Linked DNA regions of Ovis aries: region 2 is linked to region 1. A link is a contact called in public Hi-C data. All regions are on one chromosome and are shown on one strand. Each heading gives the region's core, a stretch centred on a gene start, on an enhancer-like site or on the middle of the called end of the contact. The rest is flanking DNA. Distances are from core to core; before and after follow the strand shown. Region 1 has its middle 27 kb from the start of MRPS30. Region 2 has its middle 140 kb from the start of FGF10.

Region 1 (6,118 bases), core at 3,414-5,913:
GTGTTTCCACTGTATTTATATCTTCATAACGAAATTGTCTTATTTACATGGGAAAGATCCAAGGAGAGGAATTCAGGGATGTGGTATCCAGGGGTAAACCCTGAGATTTTCTTTAAAGAAATAAAATCTTTATTAATTCCATTTGCAGAGCAATATAAATTCACTACGTGCTTCCCAGGTGGCGCTAGTGGTAAAGAACCCGCCTGTCAATGCAGGAGACTTGAGAGACACAGGTTTGATTCCTGGGTTGGAAGATCCCCTGGAGGAGAATGAGACAACCCACTCCAGTATTCTTGTCTGGAGAATCCCATGGACAGAGGAGCCTGGCAGGCTTCAGTCCATAGAGTCTCACAGAGTCAGACACTGAAGTGACTTAGCATGCATGCGTAAGTTTACTACATAAGGTCTGGAACATTTAGAAATGATAAGATGTTTCATTTTTGTTTGTTTTTTGTTTCTTATTTTTGGAAAGGTTAACATGCCCCACCCAGTAAGTCCAATGACCTTTCATAACTTGAGGGTATTTTCTAATTTAAATAAACTTAAAAATTTTTAGAATAGTTAAAAATTTACAGAACTGTTGCAAAGATGTTATAGAATCCTATTTCCATATACCCTTCAACCAATTTCTCCTGATTTTTTGCATTTTATATGGCCACAGTATATATATCACAACTAAGAAACCATTAGTACATAACTAGAGACCAGTCTTTATTTCGATTTCTCTGGTTTTCCAAAATACCTTCTTTTTGTTCCAAGATCCCGTCCAGGATATCACGTTACATTTAGTTGTCCTGTCTCCTTAGCCTTCCCTAGTCTGTGGTAGCTTCCCAGATTTTCCTTGTTTCTGATGACCTGACCAGTTTTGAGAAGTATGGTTCAGTTTTTGGAAACTGCCTCTAACATTGTGTTTGTTTGATATTTTCTTCATGGTTAGACTGGGGTTATAAGTTTTGAAAGAAGACCACAGAGGTAAAATGCATTCTCCGTTAAATCATATCAAGAATACATGCTATCAACATGAATTATGCTTCTGTGATCTTAGATAATTTAACAATTAAAAATCTGCATAGTGAATAAGGACCACAGAAATATTTGGAAGTAGAAGGAGAAATTGGATAGTTTTGCAGTAAAACAAAAGGGCATATTTCTGTAGTTTGTATACATACCAACACACACACAGGCTTTTTATAAAAAAGTAAAAACTGACCACAAGATGTCACTGTTAACTTTTGTATGGGCAAGAAGGGTACCTTGAAGAACACAAGATTTTGCAGGGCATATGTGGTTAAAATTTATTATTTTAAAAACTTTGACAATAAGTAACCACCCCCCTTCAAATGTTTCAGCTTTACAAAACCACCAGAATGTTTTGAGTTTGGATGTTAATTTTTTCCTTGAGTTTTGCAAACTATTTTCCCTAGAATTCACACCCAAGTCTATTTATACCAGTCTATGTCTGACGCAGGATACAGCATGCTTGGGGCTGGTGCATGGGGATGACCCAGAGAGATGTTATGGGGAGGGAGGTGGAGGGGGGTTCATGTTTGGGAACGCATGTAAGAATTAAAGATTTTAAAATTAAAAAAATAATAATAAAGAAAAAAAAAAGAAAAAAAAAAAGCAAATCTTTCCCCTTCTATTTTGAATAGTATCTTCACCTTTCTAAGTTTATTGCAGTAAATTTAAATTTTAGAATAATTTATAATGTTACACTCACAAATACCTACTCCATTGTAATTGTATTGATTCTGTGGAAGTTTGAGGAGAGTTGAAATTCTCAACATATCAGGTCTTCCCATGAATAAGCATGCTAATCCCTACATTTATCTAGGTCTTCTTTAATTTTTCTCAATAATGTTTTATTGTTTTATATGTAGAGGTCTTATACACCTACCATTAGATTTGCTATATTTCAAAATTTTAATGTTTTGTGTTGTGCTCATTAACATTTTTATTTTCTAATTAATTGTTGTGGGAATTTATGAAATTACAGATCATTCCATGTTGAATTTATAATCATTAACTTTTCTAAAAATGAAAATGTTTATGTGTGGGAAAAAAAAGAAATTTAATTTAAAGCAATATTTTTTTTAATGAAGTTGAATGCTCTGTTCTTAAATAGAAAACAAATCCACTGGAATCACTCTGATTTTATATTATTTTTTAACCGGTAACAATAGCTTTATTTGAACTAATGAACATTTCCTCCAGAAAAGATTTAATAGAAGATGAAAAAAGTACATCATACAAGATGCTTGATGTGATTAAAACTGGTTCCATTCTCAAACAATAGTTTAGAAATGGAAGTATTAAATTAGTATCTCTTGCTTTTTACTACATGATTTAAAACATTACTCTGCAGGTGAAGTAGAAAGAAATCTATTTTCAACCCACTATTTTCCAGTGTATCTACATTTAAACCTTCCTGAATGTAACAGTTTTGATTTCCAAAGCAGACCTCATAACTCTGACTTTGTTATGGTTTTGCTGTTTTTAAAGTCTTTATTGGAGTATAGCTGATTCACAATGTTGTATTAGTTTCAGATGTATAGCAAAGTGAATCAGTTATACATAGCCATGCATCCACCCTTTTTTAGACTTTTCCCCATATAGGCCTTTGCAGAGTGTTGGGTAGAGTTCTCTATGCTATACAGTGCCCTCATGCTCATGGTCGTTTGCTCACTCGTGTCTGACTCTTTGCGACCCCATGAACTGTAGCCCTCCAGGCAAGAAAACTGGAGTGGGCAACCATTCCCTTCTGCAGGAGATCTTCCTGACTCAGGGATCAAATTCAAATCTCCTGCATTATAGCAGATTCTTTACCGTCTGAACCACCAGGAAAGCCTGTGCCATACAGTAGGTCCTTATTATTGATTTTATATACAGTAGTGTGTATATGTCAATCCCAGTCTCCCAATTTATCCCTCCATATAGCCCTTTACTTACCTTTTGTTTTTCTTCTGCCTCTGAAGGGACCTTTCATTTTTTACTCCATTCTTCACAAATTCACATTATGGTAGCGTCTCCCACTGTCATAGAGTAATAATGACTAGAAAGTACTTCCTAGTTGAACCAGGTATATACTTCTCTAAGTTTTTACCCATTGATCCTAGTTCTGTCCTTGGAAACCTAGCGGAGCTGTTTTCTCCTGCTCCTACGTAGCAGCCTTTCAGATACTTGGTGACCATTGTCATTTAACTCTCCAAGCTTCTCTCTTATTCTCCTAAGCTCATCCAGACTTTCTGACCATTTTAATGTTAGTACTACTTTTAGGTCCCTATCATCTCGCTACTCTCCCCTGATATTACAGACTTACAAAGTCCTCCTAAAATGTGGGGTGTGTCTGTGTGTGTGTGTGTGTGTGTGTTACTTCAGTTGTGTCTGACTCTTTGCAGCCCTATGGACTGTAGCCTGCCAGGCTCATCTGTCCACGGGATTCTTCAGGCAAAAATACTGGAGTGGGCTGCCACTTCCTCCTCCAGAGGATCTTGCCAACCTAGGCATAAAATCCGGATCTCTTAGTCTCCTGTATTGGCAGGCAGTTCTTTGTCACTAGTGCCACCTGGGAAGCCTTAAAATGTGATGCCAGAACTAAAAGTTTATATATCAGACATGTTGGAGAAGCAGAGAGTACATCAGGACATTGATTTTCAAAATTTATTTTGGTAGCTTCATGACATCACTCACTTTATTAATCAACCCTTTGTAGACTCTCTGTTAATGACATATTGCCACTTAGGTTCCTACTGTTCTGGTGGGTGAGGGGTATGTGTGTGTGTCTCCTGTCTACCTGTCTATCCTTTCCTCAACCTTACTCCTTCTGACATTTAGGTTATGTCTGATTAAGCAAGAAAAAGGAGTTTACCCTTCCTACTTCATTTCTTCTTTTAATAACACAGGCCAAGATGTATATGTTTGAGATATGACCATATATAAATATATCCAATGAATTCTTATTCATGTGGAATCTACTTGTATGATTATCAACAGCACAGAACGATGGAAAGTCATATTTTCTGGGATGGATTTCTTGTAATAATGCAGCCAAGGCAGACCATCTATACTGGATTTGAAACCCTAAATGTTTGAATTATCATCCAGACTTAAAACTCACAACCTAAGTTAACCTATGAATTCACAAACTCTTTTGGGCTATATCACCTAATCTTGAATGGCTATTGAGGAATAGAAAACAAGGGAATAGAAATATAATGAAGTGGCTTAGAACGTAAAAATAAGAAACTGATGTACTGGTTTCATCTGTTGGACAGATGGACTCCCACTTACTACTTATGATATTCTGGGCATCTCACATATTTGGTTCCCAGTGTTACTGTAAGGGTTAATTGAGATGGGGTATATAGGCTCTCAGCATAGCACCTGGTCCACAAGACACACTCAGTAAAATATAGCTATTATGATTAATAACAAACAGTCCTCAAATAAGTGTGTACTTTCTGTGTACATATAATTGACATATATTTAAAGAAGCATGTTGATGGATTTACAGTGATATAAGAATACCTGGCCCCTTCTGTGATCTATAGTCGGTGCTTGTGAAAAAACTGTCAAAATTTAGAGAATAGGCTCATGTGATGGAACAGAACTATCCCACACAGAATTAACTTCTAACAGAAGCTTCATCAGCAGTCTAACCAGCTGACCTTCCTCCTGTCTTTAGTGTGGCCATGATAGTGTTCAGCTTTGGCTTGTTTGGCCACCAAACTTTACTCTGCATAAGATTATGAGGGAGTAAGGGGCCAAGTCACCTTTTATTTCTCTCCTCACTATGTCTTGACACTAATTCTGGATTGTCTTTTTAATTTGGTGGAGGAAAATCAAAACCTCCTTATAATATAGCACATCTCATTCCCTTAATATTTTAGAAATGGTTATGTTGAAATCAGGGTCTCTGTATTTGTTCCTTTAAATGAGGACAGTTTGGGGGTTTTCAAAAGGCTTTCACCATTAGCTCATTCCATCCCATGGGGGCATTTAAGTAGCCAGCTCAGTTCAGCAGGAAGTCAGATGAGAAATTTCTCAATACTCTGTTATAAACTAAAGATTTGCTCACTTTTCTCCCATGTCCAATATCTGCAGTTACCAATCTTTCCACAAAGCTTGTCATCAGGGCTTGAGTCTCACTCTGTTTTGCCCCAACACAATTTGGCTCTAGCACAGTGATGATTTTCTCTTCATTGATAATTTAGTGATTTGTTCCCTGTGATCTGTGTCAAATGATTATACTAAATTGTCATCATTACTACTATGTCATCAATATTAATAGACATGCTATTATCATTTATGCATATTTTGAATGATCAGGCAAACAGATTGACCTATATTCACTCAAAAGCTCTATGACACTACCAAATTTAAATTAAGCAATTTCAGAAAAATTTATGGACCCTTGTGGCAGCTTAACTGACATAAGTTTTATACTCACAAATATTTTCTCATATTATTTATACAAACATTCAGACCAGAGTGCTGTTTTAGACATTTGCAAGATCTATAGGATTTTCTCTCCTTCCTTTTGATCTTACTCTTTAAAAAGCAATAATAACAACAAAAAACCTTTATTCTGTTGTATATAAAACCAGAACATTTTTTACATAGATAATCTGGACCTCAAAGATATGGTCTTAACTTAGGAAGTCTCAAACTCAAATTCATAGTCCTATTTTCTGATCTGAGGACACTTTTTTCTCTTTTAATTTTTCCCTTTAATGGTGTATGCATTAGCAGTAATACTTAGAGTGCACTTATAAGTAACAAGCACAATCTTATTAAGGTTTCTGTAATTTAATTTCAATGATATTGATTATATCTGAAGGACACATTATTCTTGATTTTTCTGATACACAGGACTGAACACAAATCACTATAAACCCCCACTCTCTGGGCTTTTCCCTCAGAGGATAGCTAAGGTCAGAGATGATGCATATCCCAGGATATTGTCAGAAAGGGGAGGGAAAGGTCCTTTCAAACTGTCCCCTTCACTTGTCTTTTTCATATCTTGGAGCTGTTGGGGGAACTATTAGCCAACAAAACTGCTGGCTCTAACCTTGCATATCTTCTCCCTGGAGCTCAGCATAGCCTGGGCGTGGGGACA
Region 2 (5,543 bases), core at 650-3,149, 240 kb after region 1:
GTGGTTTAGCTGAGAATTAACATGAACAGTATAGAGAAAGATGGCAATAGAAAATGATTAGCAGGGACTATTGATGGAGGGATTATTACTGAAAGAGGAAAAGAAGAGTCTTTTTTTTTTTAATGTCTAATATTACTAACCTCACACACCATAAGGATAGCACATATGCTCACATTTTTTTAAAGTAGGCAGGCAAGCAAAGTACATTTAATCTTGTCACAGCAATACTGAACTCTTATCATTAGTCATTCAGGTTAAGGCACTGTATTTATTTGAAAGTGAAGACCCCAACAGTTAGACACTCAGTCAGGTCTGACTCTTTGCAACTCCACAGACTGTAGCCAGGCTCCTCGGTCCATGAATTCTTCAGGCAAGATACTAGGTCATAATCAGCCACAAATTAGTATCATTTTATTAGCTGTCACAGGGAAACTTGTTTTCAGGCTTTTAAGGATAAAACACAAGACAGAATCTAATCAGGTGTGGATTCAGGAGTGGATTGGCCCGTGGTAGAATGCCCAAGACAGATCTGTTTGAGACTTTCACAGTATAGGATTTTGAGCAACAAGACACAAAATTGGCACTCTGATCATAGAGAAAATGTCTATGGGGAGCCAGCAGGAAGGATATCAGGGGTGAAAAGAAGTAGTGAGGAGCTGAAGGTGAAAAAAGAGGAGTGGTACCTTGGTACTGGTCCTCAGCTTATTGTAACATCTTCATCTGTGTCACCTAGCAGAAAAAGGTCAGGCTACTGTTGGTTGTGATACTCACAAATGTGATAGGAAAGTATGCACGAAGCCTGGACCTTGGGCATCTGTGAGCATAGTTTGTAATACGGTTAATTTTAGGTGTGCAGACATCCAAGGACAGAGAAATAGTCTTACAAGAATGGTGAAGATCTTGTTAATTATCTAGGTGAGAGATAACCTGGTGTTCCCTTCCTTCTGATACTAACTTTCCCTTCTCGGAGGCTATTAGATTAAATCAAGTCTGCTACAGAAGAGACCACAATATCCAAATCTTTGCTCACTGAAGAAATCTGCTGTATCGAACTGAAACTGCTCAAAATGAGTTTCAACAATTTCTTGGCTTTTTTTTTTTTTTAAAGAACCATTGAACTGTGAAAAATGATTCATTTTTGCCAACTTGTAATTTTACCAATAGAGACATTTAAATAAAAAATGTATCTTCTATTCTCTACTTTCTCCATCATTTCATAAGAAGTGGACATTTTAATAGTAAGTGAGAGTAGAAAAATAAATTTCTCAAAATAATGGAAAATCTAAATTGAATAAATTTAATGTTAGGAATAGCCTATTGGATTTTTCATTTTACCACTGGCTGATAAAGCTCTGACACTAAGCTGTCATCTGCCATGGATCTGTAATCAGGAACCACCCTGGAAGTGGGAAAGATGGGCTAAAAAGACACCACTGCACTCATCACAGGGCATAACTTGCACTTAGGTGAGGTCAGGATCTGGCTAATGAGTGGCATTGGAGAGTATCATTTATTCATTAGCCAGAGGCAAACAGAATTGTTCTTTTTCCATGTCCAAGTTTTCTGCCAATTGAAAACACTCCAGTTTGTTATTAGATTCAGGTGTTCCTGTGGTTGTCTACTTTCTACCCCTTTAATTCCCTCTTTCCTGAGATTGTGCTATAATTTGTGAAGCTTCTGGCATCAACAACTTTATTTTCTTTCTGACTAGTGATTGCAAACTCCGTGCATGTTTCTGGTTTGTTAGCAGGTGGCCTGACCTGCCAAAAAGCAAACTCATGGTTTTGGATTATCCCCAGGGTTTACCCAGGTTCCAAAGTTGGTATCAGCCCTGATACATATTACAGAGTCTCATGGGTACTTTAGCATTCATACAGGGCAACAGGCCCATAGGGTATTGTGCTTCATCCAAACACTTCATGTGTGATTGAATGAGGATACAGTATGGCATTGGAATCCTGTTCTTGAAGATTGGTTTTAAAATTCACCAAGGAGATGAAAAAAGAGGAAACAGGTGAAACGTTTGGGCCAAGTGAACTACTGTTCCAAGTATTTCACAACTCAGGAGGTAGCAGAGAATTTGGAAAACAACATCAAGCTGCTTTCTCAAGGCTTCTTATTTTGTGTTGCGTAAATGGAGGAACGCCACGCCTATTCAGAAAACATTTGCCGGGTCTTCTGGGATGGAAGCTAGCCTCAAAGAAGGGAAGCAAACTGGGAGTGCAGAAAATAAATTACAAATACATAATTTAGTCAGGAGCTGGAAAGGCCTCAAATTATTTACTCGACCATGCAATAAAAGTGACAGGAGTTGTGTATCCTTGAACAACCTTCTGCTGGCAGAATGATACCATGAAATGGTCTGTGTTGCTGCTAGATGCACTGAAGATTAGATAAGAAGGCAAACAGTCCTTTGTGGGACACTGCAAGTCCTTTAACTGCCAAAATAAGACCCCAGACTGGATTAAAAGTATAAAGAATTCTAGAGTGTCTACAAGTGCTTCTCAGAACCAGAGAGTTGATTAAAACCCAAAACACTGGAGTAGACTGGAGGGCTGAGATTAGATTCTGCAGGAGGATGTGGTACAGAGGACTTTAAGCTGCCGTTTGTCGGCTCTTCTTCTTTCACTGTTTCAGACTTGTTTGTTTATCCAAGTCATAAACTAAGTCAATCATGATGACCTATTAACTGTGGGGGTCAAAGGAAATCCACATGATAGAGTGGGAGTAAGTGCGTTTCTTGCTGCAATTCTCTCTTTAATAAACTATGTGGGAATGCATCTAACTTTCCTATGTCATAGTCTCTTCAGCTATAAAAATAAGACATATGGATTAAGATCCTTTCCAATTCTTGAGATAAACTACCTTCTGATTTTGAAATCAACTGGAGCATTTTAGGCATCAGTACAAAGACAGGTCACTGACCATTCAATGATCATCACCATAGCTAAGAGTTAGAGTAAGTAAGTCAGGATTAAGGAATAGATGGTATGTCAGTCTCTCTTATGAAAAGACCACAATGAAAGTAATTTTGCCCGTCAACTCAATTTATTCTTTCCTACAATCTATAAAAATATTATCAAACCATTAACAGTATCACATGATATAATACTCATGAATATTTGTTCTAAGACAACAGCAAAACGTCCAAGAAAACAAGGATCCAGTGCTCATCCACATTAGCAAAGGATCACTTGCTTTATTAGGAAGATCATCACTTGCATCTTCTATATACTTAGCTGCCCATATGTTTTAAACTTAATCCAAGTTTGAAATTTAGCTATATTTTATCCAAATCATGTTTTAGTCACTAAAGATTCAATTACTAAAGGTACAGTATGTGATAAATGTGGTACTAAACTCTGGTCACTCAAAGATAAAATGTTTGGTTTGTTCTTGTGCTTGGATTGTTCTCATTCTAAGTGGCAAACTGACAAATATCAACGATGATACTTAAATGTGAGAAATGATAGTAACAAACAGGAACTTTGGAAGGCCAGGGAAGTAGGTGTTAGTAACCTTGCCTTTTGTAAGGATGGAAGTAATCTAAGAGACTTCATGGAAGAGGGTATCTTGTTGGCTTGACCTTTTCTAGAGCAAAATCTTCTAATTAGATCTAGAGCATAAGGACTGAGGTGGGAAAGGCATATCACAGAGAAGAGAGGCATTTGCAAGAGGAAATGGACATGTAGTAAATGGTTGCTGTTGCCATGCGACTCAGCTATACTATGTAAGACTTCAGGGAAAGAGGAAGAAGTGATCATGAAAAATAAGGCAGATTTTCTTTTCGACAAAGTTTAAGATTTTCAACCTTACCTATAGGCTATAGGTAAGAGGAGCTATAAATATGGGATTGGAAATATAAAAAAGTAAGGTCTCTTAGCATTCAACTATCCAATTATTGAGTCTTATGAAATGACCAGGAGGATTGCTTGATACTAAATAATTCAAATTCACTTGTATCATAGCTGCAGTTTGGCGCCCCCTGGTGGTCAGTTTCTAATTGGGTATTCATACACACTGGGAAGATCCTGATTGTGGTGGCTGAAACTTCTAGAGCATGGTCTGTAATTCCAGTATGATAATGGCCTCTGCTTCCTTGACTCAATTTCCTCGCCCAGGAGAATACAGGGACCACAGTTTTTTTTTAAATTCCTACCCTATCTTCCTTTCACTGTTCTTTTCTCTCCTTTCCCCTCCCACAGAAGACCAGAGATTATGGGGTGTTAGCTAGAGACAGGAACCAATCCTCAATCCCTTTGTGTTATCATGAGATTAATTGGTCGTAAAGTTAAATGGCTAACATTGACTCTCTACAACAGAAATGAGGAGAGTATTAGAGTGTCTTTAGATATCTTGCTCATTATGCTGAACTGGATCTGCCCTAATCAGTTTGAGGAAACTAGCTGATAAGCATTGCTGGAAGCATATGAAATGGGAAACATCTCCAACACCTATAAAAAGTCACAGAATTGTGAAGAATAAGGCCATCTATGAAATCATCTATTGCTAAATTGGTATGTTTAATAGATGAGGAAACTGAGTTCTCAAAAGGTTCACTTCTTAGTGTTTATACAGTCTTGCACAGGACAGCAAGAGGCTGATGAAGCATTGGCTTTTTGCTCTACTTGAGTTCTTTTCAAATCTGAATGAATCAGGTAGGTTTGGAAAGCACAGTCATCATCAAAATCCTTTGTATTCTTCTGACCCATAGCAAAGAAAATGAAAGGGAGGGTAGATCAGAGACCATTACATATTAACACAGTATAAGAATCGACCCAAATTTTTAAACATCTTAAACACAAATCATGTTCTTGACACTTCAGATACTCATAAGGAAAAAATAAAAGGGGCACATGCCTTATGTCATGGAATCCACCCAAACTATAAGTTAAAAGTATCAAAATACACTCTAATAGCAAAAAAAAAAAAAAAAACCCAAAACGAACACTGAAGGAAAAAAGAAAGAAAATCTAGGCAAAAAAAAAAAAACAAACAAACAAACAAAAAACAAACAGAAACAGTTCTCCCAGGATTTCTAACTTAAATTGTATCCCCCAGTAAATAAACTAGTCAGGGACAACTTTCAGACCAAAGAAATTTGGATTTATTTCTGAATACTTGAACAGTTACCTGAACAGTTAGAAACTGAACTCTGAGACTACTTAATCCTGTAAACAACATCTTCAGTTTGTCCTTTCAAAGATACTAGAGTAAAATGGAAATGACAACTTAATTTGAAAAACATTACTGTGTCTACATTAGTTAGACTCCAAGGTCATACATGCTTTTAAAAAAACAAATTATGGAAAATATAGAGAGATATAAAGAAAACTTATGTGAATGTAAGTGTTGATTAAGGAGAATTACTGTAACTTCTTCCCATCTCGTTCTATAGTGTGCACTGAATATCTCTCTTTTATGGACAGAGAAAACCCTTACACTGCTGATATTATCCAGAATTAGAGTAACAAGCAGTACTGACCTATGAAATGATATGCATGATCATGGTCGATGTGGCACTGGCAGAGTTATTAAGAAGT

Evidence for each region. Hi-C and Micro-C count contacts between places; a contact is called where the count stands out from the background.
Region 2: a contact with region 1 is called in a Hi-C map of tail adipose tissue, with 7 times the contacts expected there. The contact joins two enhancer-like sites. A contact is called at or near these places in 8 of 16 Hi-C or Micro-C datasets (liver, mesenteric adipose tissue, mixed tissues and 3 more).

The regions. Positions count from the first base shown.
Region 1 is chr16:30,213,213-30,219,330 of ARS-UI_Ramb_v3.0, forward strand. No RefSeq gene overlaps it. Among named protein-coding and RNA genes, the nearest start is that of MRPS30, 27 kb to the left of the region's middle. Within about 2 kb of position 4,664, at least 4 of the 54 cell types and tissues checked have an H3K27ac peak or open chromatin away from gene starts, as enhancers often do.
Region 2 is chr16:30,459,157-30,464,699 of ARS-UI_Ramb_v3.0, forward strand. No RefSeq gene overlaps it. Among named protein-coding and RNA genes, the nearest start is that of FGF10, 140 kb to the right of the region's middle. Within about 2 kb of position 1,900, at least 2 of the 54 cell types and tissues checked have an H3K27ac peak or open chromatin away from gene starts, as enhancers often do.